Regions from separate parts of the Mus musculus genome. Here region 2 is linked to region 1. Evidence: chromatin contacts called from public Hi-C data. All regions are on one chromosome and are shown on one strand. The core of a region is the stretch at or near the end of the contact, and the rest is flanking DNA. Distances in the headings are between cores, read along the strand shown.

Region 1 (4,994 bases), core at 1,080-3,579:
AATAGCTCGGTGGTTAAGGGCACTGGCTGCACTTCTAGAGTACCCAGGTTCAATTCCCAGCACCCACGTGGCAGTTCACAACTATCTGTAACTCCAGCTCTAGAGGATCTGGCACCCTCAAAAGATATGCATGCAGGCAAAAAAAAAAAAAATTAACAGACATAAAAATAAATAAATCTAAACATAGAAAGAAAAAAGGAATAAAGAAAATCAGAAGGAGCTAGGCATGGTGGTATACATGCCTGTTGTACCAGCACTTGGGAGGCAGAAGCGAGAGGATTATGAATCCCAGACCAGCCTGCACTACACATTGAGTTCCAGGACAGTATGGAGGACATAGAGAGCTGCCATCTCAAAGCAAAATGGAACAAGTAAAAGAAAAGTAGAACATAACATTGTTTTAAAACAAAAGCAAATAAACTTCCTAAAACAAAACCTTAGCAGATCCGTACACACACAGATGCAGGTTGTCTCTTGTTCAAGGTGACTACTATAGTTGGTGACAGCAGGGACATTCTCTGGTAAAACCTTCCAACCTGGAACTCTTGTGAGAAAGAATATTATCCAAACCCTAACCCAAAGCCACCTGGCCCAAGGCCACCCGGCCATGCTGCACTTTACTCTCAACAACTATCCAGGTCCTAGTCGGCCTGGCTACCCATGGAAACACCCCGTGGTTTGGAGCGCCTGCCCCTGAGCCCAGCCTCATCTTTGGCTCTGGGCTCTCCCGTGTTACATATGGCTAGGCCTTTATTAAATTACACCTAGCAGGGAACCACATTTCAATGCACACATGTGTTGATGTGTTCGGGTGAAGTGTACACAGGAAAAGGACCATTCAATCTCCTTTCAGAGCAAGAACATGTCTCCAGTGGCCTCCAATTTCCAAGCACCAAATCATCTCTGAGAGCCTGGGACGCAGGTTAGAACTTAGGGTCTGCTGTGTCCCTTCCTACCCTGGGCCCTGCAACTGTAATATGTAATAAAGCATCCTTATTGTGTACAGATGTCTAAGCAAGGAAGGCTCACTGGCATAAAGGCATCATCTGATCCGTCCACTTTGGTTCTTTCTATAGCTCATGATTAAAATATTGTAACGTGACATACAACCACACTGCAGCCAAGTAGCAACATCCAGAGGTCATGCTATGATTGTTCAGTACCACTAATAAGTTCTTCCTAAGAGTCTGCTACCATGCTTGCCAGCCTTGTGCAGTAGTTACGTGGAGTGGTGAGGCCCTTGCCCCACAAAGTTTACACTGTGTAGGGAAAGAATAAACATGGACCAGACCAGAAGGCCGCTCTAAGAAGAGAACTTGTAGCTGGAAGGAAATTGCCAGCCTTGCAGGGAATCTCTCAAACCAAGCAGAGAGAGCAGTATGGACTAATGTTTGCAGAGAAACACAGATACAAACATAGACATAGACAGACAGACCGACACACAGAGTTAAAGACTCTATAAAGCTGATTGACAGATTAAATTTACAGTTACTGAGAGTTGGAATGTTGCAGATTCAGATCCAAATTATCTTGGGCTATCTTTAGCTCCCTTAATAGTCATCCATGGTCCACCCATTTGACTGACCTAACAGCCTATAGCTGCCATGTGACTTCCGGTATGTGTTAATACACTACTCCCTTCCAAGTGTCATCAAACACAGCTCCTGAGGTCTGCAACAGGGCCTCCCCACTTTGCTGTAACCTACCTACCTGCTGCTCTCAATGTCCTTTAAAACCATCTTGATTTTTACATAATTATAAATACTACATGAAGGCATTACCACACCAGACTATGGTACTGAAGGCAGCCTGAATCCTTATTCCTAGGCCACCGTCACTCATATCTTGCTCCAGAATAAATTACCTTGTATTCCTTTGAGGAGAGAGCTGTGTTTTCATGTCAACAACAGGCTTAGAACTCTGAGCCAGGCAAGTCAGAGGCTCAATGAGAAGATTGAGCCAGATCCCAGATAGAGTCAACAGAGCCTCACAAGACTCCAGGGTTTGCCAAGATTGGAGAAAACACCAGCAAGGCATTACAGAAACCCAGGCCTGGAGCAAGCACAACTTGGAAGTAAGTTTTGATCCTCAGAACTGCACAGACTAGGCATGGTTGTTAGGTCTGAAAAACCAGGACTTGGGACACTTGGGAAGCACAGGCAGGAGGATCAGAGTTCAAGGTTATCCTTAGCTGCATACTGAGTCTGAGGCCAGCCCAGAGGACTGTCTCAAAAGCAAAAAGGAAAGCTGACCTATAAGACAGCAACCTTCCTTCCCCACACTCTCTCCCTCCACCCCATGACAAATGCCAAACACAACCTGGTGCTCAGGAGCAGAGAGCTGAGCAGGATCAATATTAACTGGAGGGTGCATTACTTTCCCTCTTCCTCCTGGTAGTTAAGTATTGTGCTGAATAGATGCCAACTTTCAAAGGCTATAGCAAGATCAGCTACTGGGTACGGTGAAGGTTTAACAAAGAACGACAGTGTCAGCCCAGGGAACTACCTCTGTGCCTTGGGAGTGCCAGGAAAGACATCAATAAGATAATCCAAATACACAAAACAAAGTCACTCCTGTCTCTCTCCTCTACAGAACCCACGGCCCACCCTCCACCTCCTCCCATCTCCTGGAGATGAATGACAATCTACAAAGAGAAAAGTGTTCAGAGGTGAACACACCGGAACCTCCCTGCAGATGAGCCAATTTCAAGCTCCCAGCTCCGAGGTTTGGACATCCAAACTTCCGCTTAGGGATGCTCTTCTCCATCCATGTCATGCTATCGCTCACACCAGTCTTGTAACCATAGCAACTGGAGTCTATCCTCCACCCTCTAAGCCCAGCCCTACATGGGGTCCCTTGTCTTCACCCTACATCATCACAACAATCAACCCAATGGAACTCTTCAGATTGCAATAGCAGCGAAATTAACTCTTAAATGCACTCACTATGAACCTTGATGTCTTTGCTCTGAACATTAACCCACTCAGGACTGCAGCATCCAAAACAATCCTCTGGACATTAACCCAGGTGGAACATTAACACGCACCTTACGCCAGGTGGCTGACGTGCGCAGAAACCTGAAGACAGAAGGCATTTGAATGCCTGTGTTATTATTCCCTTAGGGACGAATTTATACTTTTTTTTTTTGGTATGGAAACCAAAGTATCCTTTTTTGTCTCTGGCACGTCTCTCTGATGGTGGCCTCTTGACCTCAGCTATGACCTCAGCAGACACCATGCTATGAAGTCTTAGACTAATGTACCTCGTGCCCTAACTGTCCTGACAGAGGCAGGAAGCAGACATTCTTACCAAAACAGGTGTCAAGTTGTGAAATAGAACAGGCAAAGTTTAAAAAAACACAAACTCTGCAAAGACAGGAAAGGGGAAATAAAAACTGAAGAGGGAAAAGAAAAAACACACACACACACACACACACACACACACACAAAAACACAAATGGAGACAAAGAAAGGAAATCCCTGCTTGGCAGTTTGGGGTTTTAAAGAAGTTGGTGCTGGAGAGATTGCTCAGTGGTTAGAGCACTGGTTACTTTTGCAGAGGACCCAGGTTTGGTTTTCCAGCATCCACATGGTGGCTCACGACCATCTGTAACTTCAATTCCAGGAGATCTGACACCTTCTTCTGACTTCTGTGAGCTTTGGAAACATACATGCTATTCACACATGCATGTAGACAAAACTCATACACATGAAACAAAATAAATCAATCTTTTTTTTTTTTTTTAAGAATTTAAATGACTTGTAGCTGGGAAGGTGGCTCAGTCGCTAAAGGGTTTGCCTTGATACCTGGAGGATCTGAGTTTGATCCCAAGAACCCACAGACTACGAACTACAGTAAGATAAACAGGTGCAGGCATACCTTTGTAACTCCAGTGCTGGGGAAATAGAAACAAGATGCTCCCTCGCTGGCCAGCCTACCTAGCATACTGGGGAGTTCCAGGCCAATGAGAGACCCTGCCTCAAATACAAGGTGTCACCATCTGAGGAATGCCAGCTGAGGTCAACCTCTGGCCTCCACATACACAGGCATGCATGTGCTTATACATACAGATGAATGCACATACACATAAAAAACCTGAAACAATATCACAAAAAGGAGGGAGGGGTACAGTTTGCAAAGTTAACCCTAGATCTGTGAGACCAAAGAACTAATTGTGCCTGCTGGAATTGGCCTAGTCATTTCCCACAGAGGGGCATGTGGACAACTCTGGAATCATGGTACAGGAACACCAAGACTGAACAGTAAAACTAATGGATATTAGGTGGAAGCCACTTGTTTCTCACTGTTGGGAGGAGAGGGGACATATGCGCAAAGGGAGAAGGCCAGAACGACCCATAATGTGAACAGTTAGAGTTGTAGACACGAATAGGAACTCATTTTTTATCTGCTACACAGATGACTACATGTGGAAATATTTAATGTGTCTGCATATGAAGGGCAACACACAGACACACACATACAGACACACACATACACCTTCTTTGTTATTTTCATCTGACAGAGCCCATAAATAGGAGCCTCACCCCTACCCTCAGGTAGCGACCATGATCTCAGTTTCATTTATTTATTTATTTATTTATTTATTTATTTATTTATTGGTTTTAGAGCTTTATTGTAGAAAGGCAGGGAGAAAGGAGAGAAGGTAGAGAGGCTGGCCGTGGCCACGTGGAGAGAGGGGGGAAGGGAGAGAGAGAAGGAGGGCTAGAGAGTAAGAAAGGTGAGGGCTTAAAGAGCATGATCTCAGTTTCTAATGCCAATAAATCCCCCATAGAAGGGTCCACAGCTCATTGACAATGTGGCTAATTCCAAGTCTAGGGCAGGGAATTCACAAATGGGGTGTGGAGCATTACAGAGAGCCAGACATCACAGAAGTGCTTACAGTGATAGTGGTGATGGCCATCAGAAAGGGATTAAGTCCTTGGGGAGCCAACTCACGAAGCTCAATGGCTACAGCTAGAACAAAATTATCTAGG
Region 2 (4,873 bases), core at 2,344-4,843, 68 kb after region 1:
CTAGTTCCTAACTTGTTTATCTGAGGAGCCTTTTGCTTGCATAACAACTATCATCAGACATTCTCTGCTTGACCACAGGGAAGCAGGGCAGAAATGGACTACAGTCACTTATCCAGGACTCCTCCATCCCCTCTGCCTCTGTCTTCTATGGATGGCTATAGCTATGGTCCCTCTACTCACCCCTGGATCTCTATGAATTCCAGTTACAGCAGGAACTGTGGGAAGGTTTTCTGCAGAGGATCCCAGAGGGTGGGGCTTGAGAGGAGAAGGGACCAAGCCTGTTGAGGGGGCACCTGAGGGCCTGAGTCAGGAGATGGGGTGCTCAGACAGAGAAATGGTAGCAGGGTTTGGTACAGCTTAAGTATAAAAGGAGAAGCCTGGGAGCTAGGGTCCCACACACTGTCTAGCACAAGTGGGGTCCCCTCTGCCATCTGGGAAAACAACTCAAGGCGCCTTCAGAGAAGCCTAGTGTCTAAGGATTTCTTGATTGGGTGGAGAGGTTTAAGGTCCAGCTCTTAAGTTAGAGTTAATTAAATCATACCAAATTACAATCAAGACACATTATTTTAAAGAGGGTTAATTAAAAATGGTGACTGTTTCAAAGCACCTGCCAGTTCTTAACCAAGGAGAACCTTAGTGCTGGTTAATAAAAGTACTGAGATTAGCTGAGCCAGGGAAGGGGTAAGGGGAAGGGCAGGGTAAGGGGGTTGCTGGAGAGCCTTCCCTTTTGTTCTTTAGATTTGAGATTAATAAGGTTTTATAGGAGGAAAAGTCCGGGTACCTGCAGGCTGCAATGCCAGCAGGGCACCAGCTGCCAAGGAACTCGGCTCTAAGGTAATTAATTTTTCTCCTTGGCCTTAGAATCTAATACACACACAGTTAGGAATTCTAGAACTTGTCACCTGCCCCGGAAATTTTCTTCTATGCGTGTGGAAAATCTAGCTCATCCACACAAAATTAATTACCAAAAACAAACAAACAAACAACCCACTATTCTGCATCAACTACTTATTTGATTTGTTTATTTGAGATAGGGTCTTACTATGTATCTCTGGAGGACCTGGATACAATGTACAAACTCACACACATCCTCCTGTGTCTGCCTCCCGAGTGCTGGGATAAAAGGTAAGCCATGATCTCCAGGGCAAACCCCAGAGGAAGACTTCTACTGTCTCCACTCAGCAGTTTTCCCCTCCTACAGGGGTTTTCCGGCTGAGGGTCCTCATCCAGCCCACTGCTGCCACAGAACTCCGGGAGGTCACCTCAGCATCTGGCTGGGGTGATCCAAGTCTCTCCACTCCCGGCCACCTCCACCCGGTCCTCACACTTGTTTGGAGCTCAGCTAGGCTCGGAGGCTGCACCTCTCTCTCCATCTATCTTCCCCAGCTAAGGCCCTAGGCCCGGAGGCTGCACCTCTCTCTCCATCTACCCCAGCTAAGGCCCCACCTGGGTTCTGCATGTCTAGCTTATGCCATTACTAAAACAGGAGGCTCTCAGAAGGGAGACTGTCACTTTGAGGCCACATACAGAAGCATAGAAAGAATGTGTGTGGAGTCTGAACATCCATCAACTCTTTCGGTGCAAACATCTGTTTGAAAGGAGACAGGAGCAGACACACTGTTTGCATCTCCTCTGTCCCTATTCCTCTGCCATAAAGGACCTGGGTTGGGAGATAGCTGGTAAACATCACTGGAGGCCACAAATCCGAGACTCAGAATCAGCAAGGGTAGCTTGTTCTAAGGCCTCTTGCTGTGGCTTAAAGTTGGCTTATTTTCCCTGTTTCTTTCCATAGAGTCTCTCTTTCTTTTTCTCTTTCTCTCTCCCTCTCTATCTCTCTATCCCTGTGTGTGTGCTTGTGTGTGCCTTTAGACAAAAGTCTCTCTCTCTCTCTCTCTCTCTCTCTCTCTCTCTCTCTGTGTGTGTGTGGGGGGGGGGGCTCACACGAGAGTTGTCCCCTAATCTCTTTTTAAAAGGTCATCAGGCTTGTTGAATTAGAGCCCACGCATATGACTTCATTTCGTCAGTAATGACCTCTTTAAAGGACTATGTGCAGTCGCATTCCAAGACACCAGGGTCAGGACTTGGTCGGTAAAAGGTGGAAGGGCACATACCATAATACCTGAGGACTGACATCATTTCTACAGACTGGAATTTAGAAATGAAATATGAAGGGGCTTCGGGTTGTTACCACTGTACCAAAGAGTTACAAACACTCAAATCCCTTTAAATCCCAGCTAAGTTTTAACAGCAGCAGCAGCAGCAACAATAACAACAACAACAACAACAGCATTTCTGTATGCACAGAGGTCTGCCTGTGGGGTTTACTGTAATATCTGTGTCCATGATGCTCTAGGCATCTGCATAAGGTGTTGCATAGAAGGGGATTTTTTTTCCTGAACACAGCAATAGTTCTTTAATGCAATTCTGTTTTGCTCTGCATCGATGTTTTGCCTGCACATATGTCTGTGTGAGAACATCAGATTCCACCTAGAACTAGAGTTTTAGACAGCTGAGAGCTGCCATGTGGGTGCTAGGAATTAAACTTCGGTCCGCTGGAAGAGCAGCCAGTGCTCTCTGAGCCATCTCTCCAGCCCCATGGCATTTTTAAAAAAAGCAGCATTTTATTAAGTTCTTGGATTATAGAGATGGTTCAGCTGTTAGGAGAACATACTGCTCTTGCAGAGGACTTGAGTTTGGTCGTTCAGAACCCATACCGAGTGTAACTTCAGCTCCTCCAGGCCAGACCTCCCCCCTACACACACACTCTCACACACATACACAGAGAAACACTCACACACACACACATACACAGAGAGAGAGAGACTCACACACACACACACACACACACACACATACAGAAAGAGAGAGACTCACACACACTCACACACACACACACACAGAGAGAGAGAGACTCACACACACAATACACTGATTTTAAGAAATGAAATGGTACTTCACAGATGGCTACTTACTATCATAAGATAGTTCTTTTTTAAAGGTATCTCTTTGGTTCTGTGGCTGCTTGTTTTGAGACAGCTTTGCTCTCCAGTCCACTATGGGTCCTCCTGACTCTGCCTCCCAGACACTGGGATGACAGGTGTATGCTCTTGGAAGCATCTCTTAAACTATAATCCACAAAGCTCAGGGTGGCACTTTGTATTGTTTTCACACAGCCCAGAGCCTTTCCAAGCGTCTCATTTTCCCTGCTATTAACAGCTTCTGTTATGCTAAGGCTGGTTGAAACTTTGGAGCAAAGGAAAGCGACCAAGTGCTGGTGGAGAGCTGGGTCCTCCCTCACAGAGCTGAAAGCAGGGATGGAGAGAGCAGAGTGAGGAGGGGGGACTGGACAAGGGGAAAGAGGACAGACTGCTTCTCTCACTGTGTGCCCTCTCCACCCTCAGTCATGCCAGGGTGCGGCTGCCTGGCCTGGGTAGGAAGCCATGCCCCTTGGTGTCCCTGGAAGTCCCCCCTCAGGGTGAACTGCCTGCAACACTACACTGCTTCGTCACCTGGACCCTGAGAGTCCCTGACCCCTCTCCTGACCCTTTGACATCAGTCAGACTTCCTCCTCATGTAACAGGAACCAGGAGTCTGAGACCAGTGACGCCTCAGTGACTCATGGCCTGCTCCCTAAAGAAGTTCCGGGCAGCTCACACTAGAGGTAGATAGTCCCACGGTGCTGGGACAAGCAGGACAGCTACTCCTTGCTGTTTTGACTTCCTGCTTCTTTTCCATAGCAGGCCTCCTGAATAATGGGCACATCTAAGGCTAGGCCAGAGCCAGCCTGGTGACTTGCCTGGGTCTCAGGCTCCTGTCCTTGCATGTCACCCTAGGAGCTTCCAGAATCCTAGAACCATGTGGCCAGTGAAGAAGGCTTCCTGTCCCACCTGTGTGAGACAGCCAGCCAGTCTCTTTTCCCTTCCAGTTCTCCAACTCCACAGCTCTCCAAGCCCTTGACACAGATGACATAAATACAGGCAAAGGGTGCTGCACTGTTTAAAGCTGCCTGGCTGGCCTAGATATGACCTCTGATCTTCCATCTCCAGCCCTGATTGACAGCCATCTCAGGATATGATGGGGAGTGGAGGTGGGCTTTGTGAAAGACCCCTGTTCTGTACCTGTGCCTCCGGACAAAGATAATACATTCAGAGACAGATTCAGGTCTCTAACAAGGAAAATAGTTACTAGACATAAAGAAATCTTTGTCAACTAGATGGGTTAGTAAGTGGACTGGCTCTTGTCCCTTATTATCAAATCGGGTCAGCACTTCATGGTCAAGCCAGTGTGGATCCAGGCAGGCTCAGTTAACTCTTCTGACCATTCTATACAGCCTTGACCCCTTGGGAGAGTCAGCCGTTGTGTGGTGGCACCACCTGGTGGTAATGTATGGAGTAACTCCTCCAGGGACTTGAGTTTCTGAAGACACTGTTAAACTGCTTTAAACCTGTGCAGGCCCTGTATGTACTGCCATAGTTTCTGTGAGTTCATATGTGTTTCAGCAGACAGGTTCATAGCACTGAAATGGGGAAGTGGACATGAGCTTCCCTTCCTAACAAAGAGGTTATTTCCAATGAACAACAGGAAAAAATGAATTTCTCCAATTTAGTCTCACTGAGTATATTAACTACAGCTAATAACAGACTCTGTTAGTGTCCAGCAGTGATGACCAACAGGAAATGAACTCAACAGCATTATTATAGGCTTTTTTGGTTCATATTTCTTAATTTGGGCCTGTTTGTGTGTGCACACGTGTGTGCACATGTTTATGTGTACGTGTTACTGCTTGCATACTACATTTTTTTCAGTTTTGTCTTTTTATTGTGTATGATTCTGTTTCTGTGCATATATATATGCATACATATGTGTATATATA

The links. Hi-C and Micro-C count contacts between places; a contact is called where the count stands out from the background.
Region 2: a contact with region 1 is called in a Hi-C map of uterus, with 4 times the contacts expected there. The contact joins two enhancer-like sites. A contact is called at or near these places in 1 of 15 datasets of contacts at CTCF or cohesin (stem cell-derived epiblast-like cells), 12 of 484 Hi-C or Micro-C datasets (the AML12 cell line, embryonic stem cells, nephron progenitors and 2 more), 2 of 115 datasets of contacts at active chromatin or transcription factors (both in embryonic stem cells) and 1 of 9 other capture datasets (embryonic stem cells).

The regions. Positions count from the first base shown.
Region 1 is chr9:71,735,467-71,740,460 of GRCm38.p6, forward strand. The region is part of intron 1 of Cgnl1 (cingulin-like 1); the gene reads right to left. Among named protein-coding and RNA genes, the nearest start is that of Gm51713, 28 kb to the right of the region's middle. Within about 2 kb of position 2,330, at least 18 of the 459 cell types and tissues checked have an H3K27ac peak or open chromatin away from gene starts, as enhancers often do. A contact at or near this core is called in uterus, where this site is marked.
Region 2 is chr9:71,802,253-71,807,125 of GRCm38.p6, forward strand. It overlaps a transcript of Cgnl1 not described here. Among named protein-coding and RNA genes, the nearest start is that of Cgnl1, 33 kb to the left of the region's middle. Within about 2 kb of position 3,594, at least 55 of the 459 cell types and tissues checked have an H3K27ac peak or open chromatin away from gene starts, as enhancers often do. A contact at or near this core is called in uterus, where this site is marked.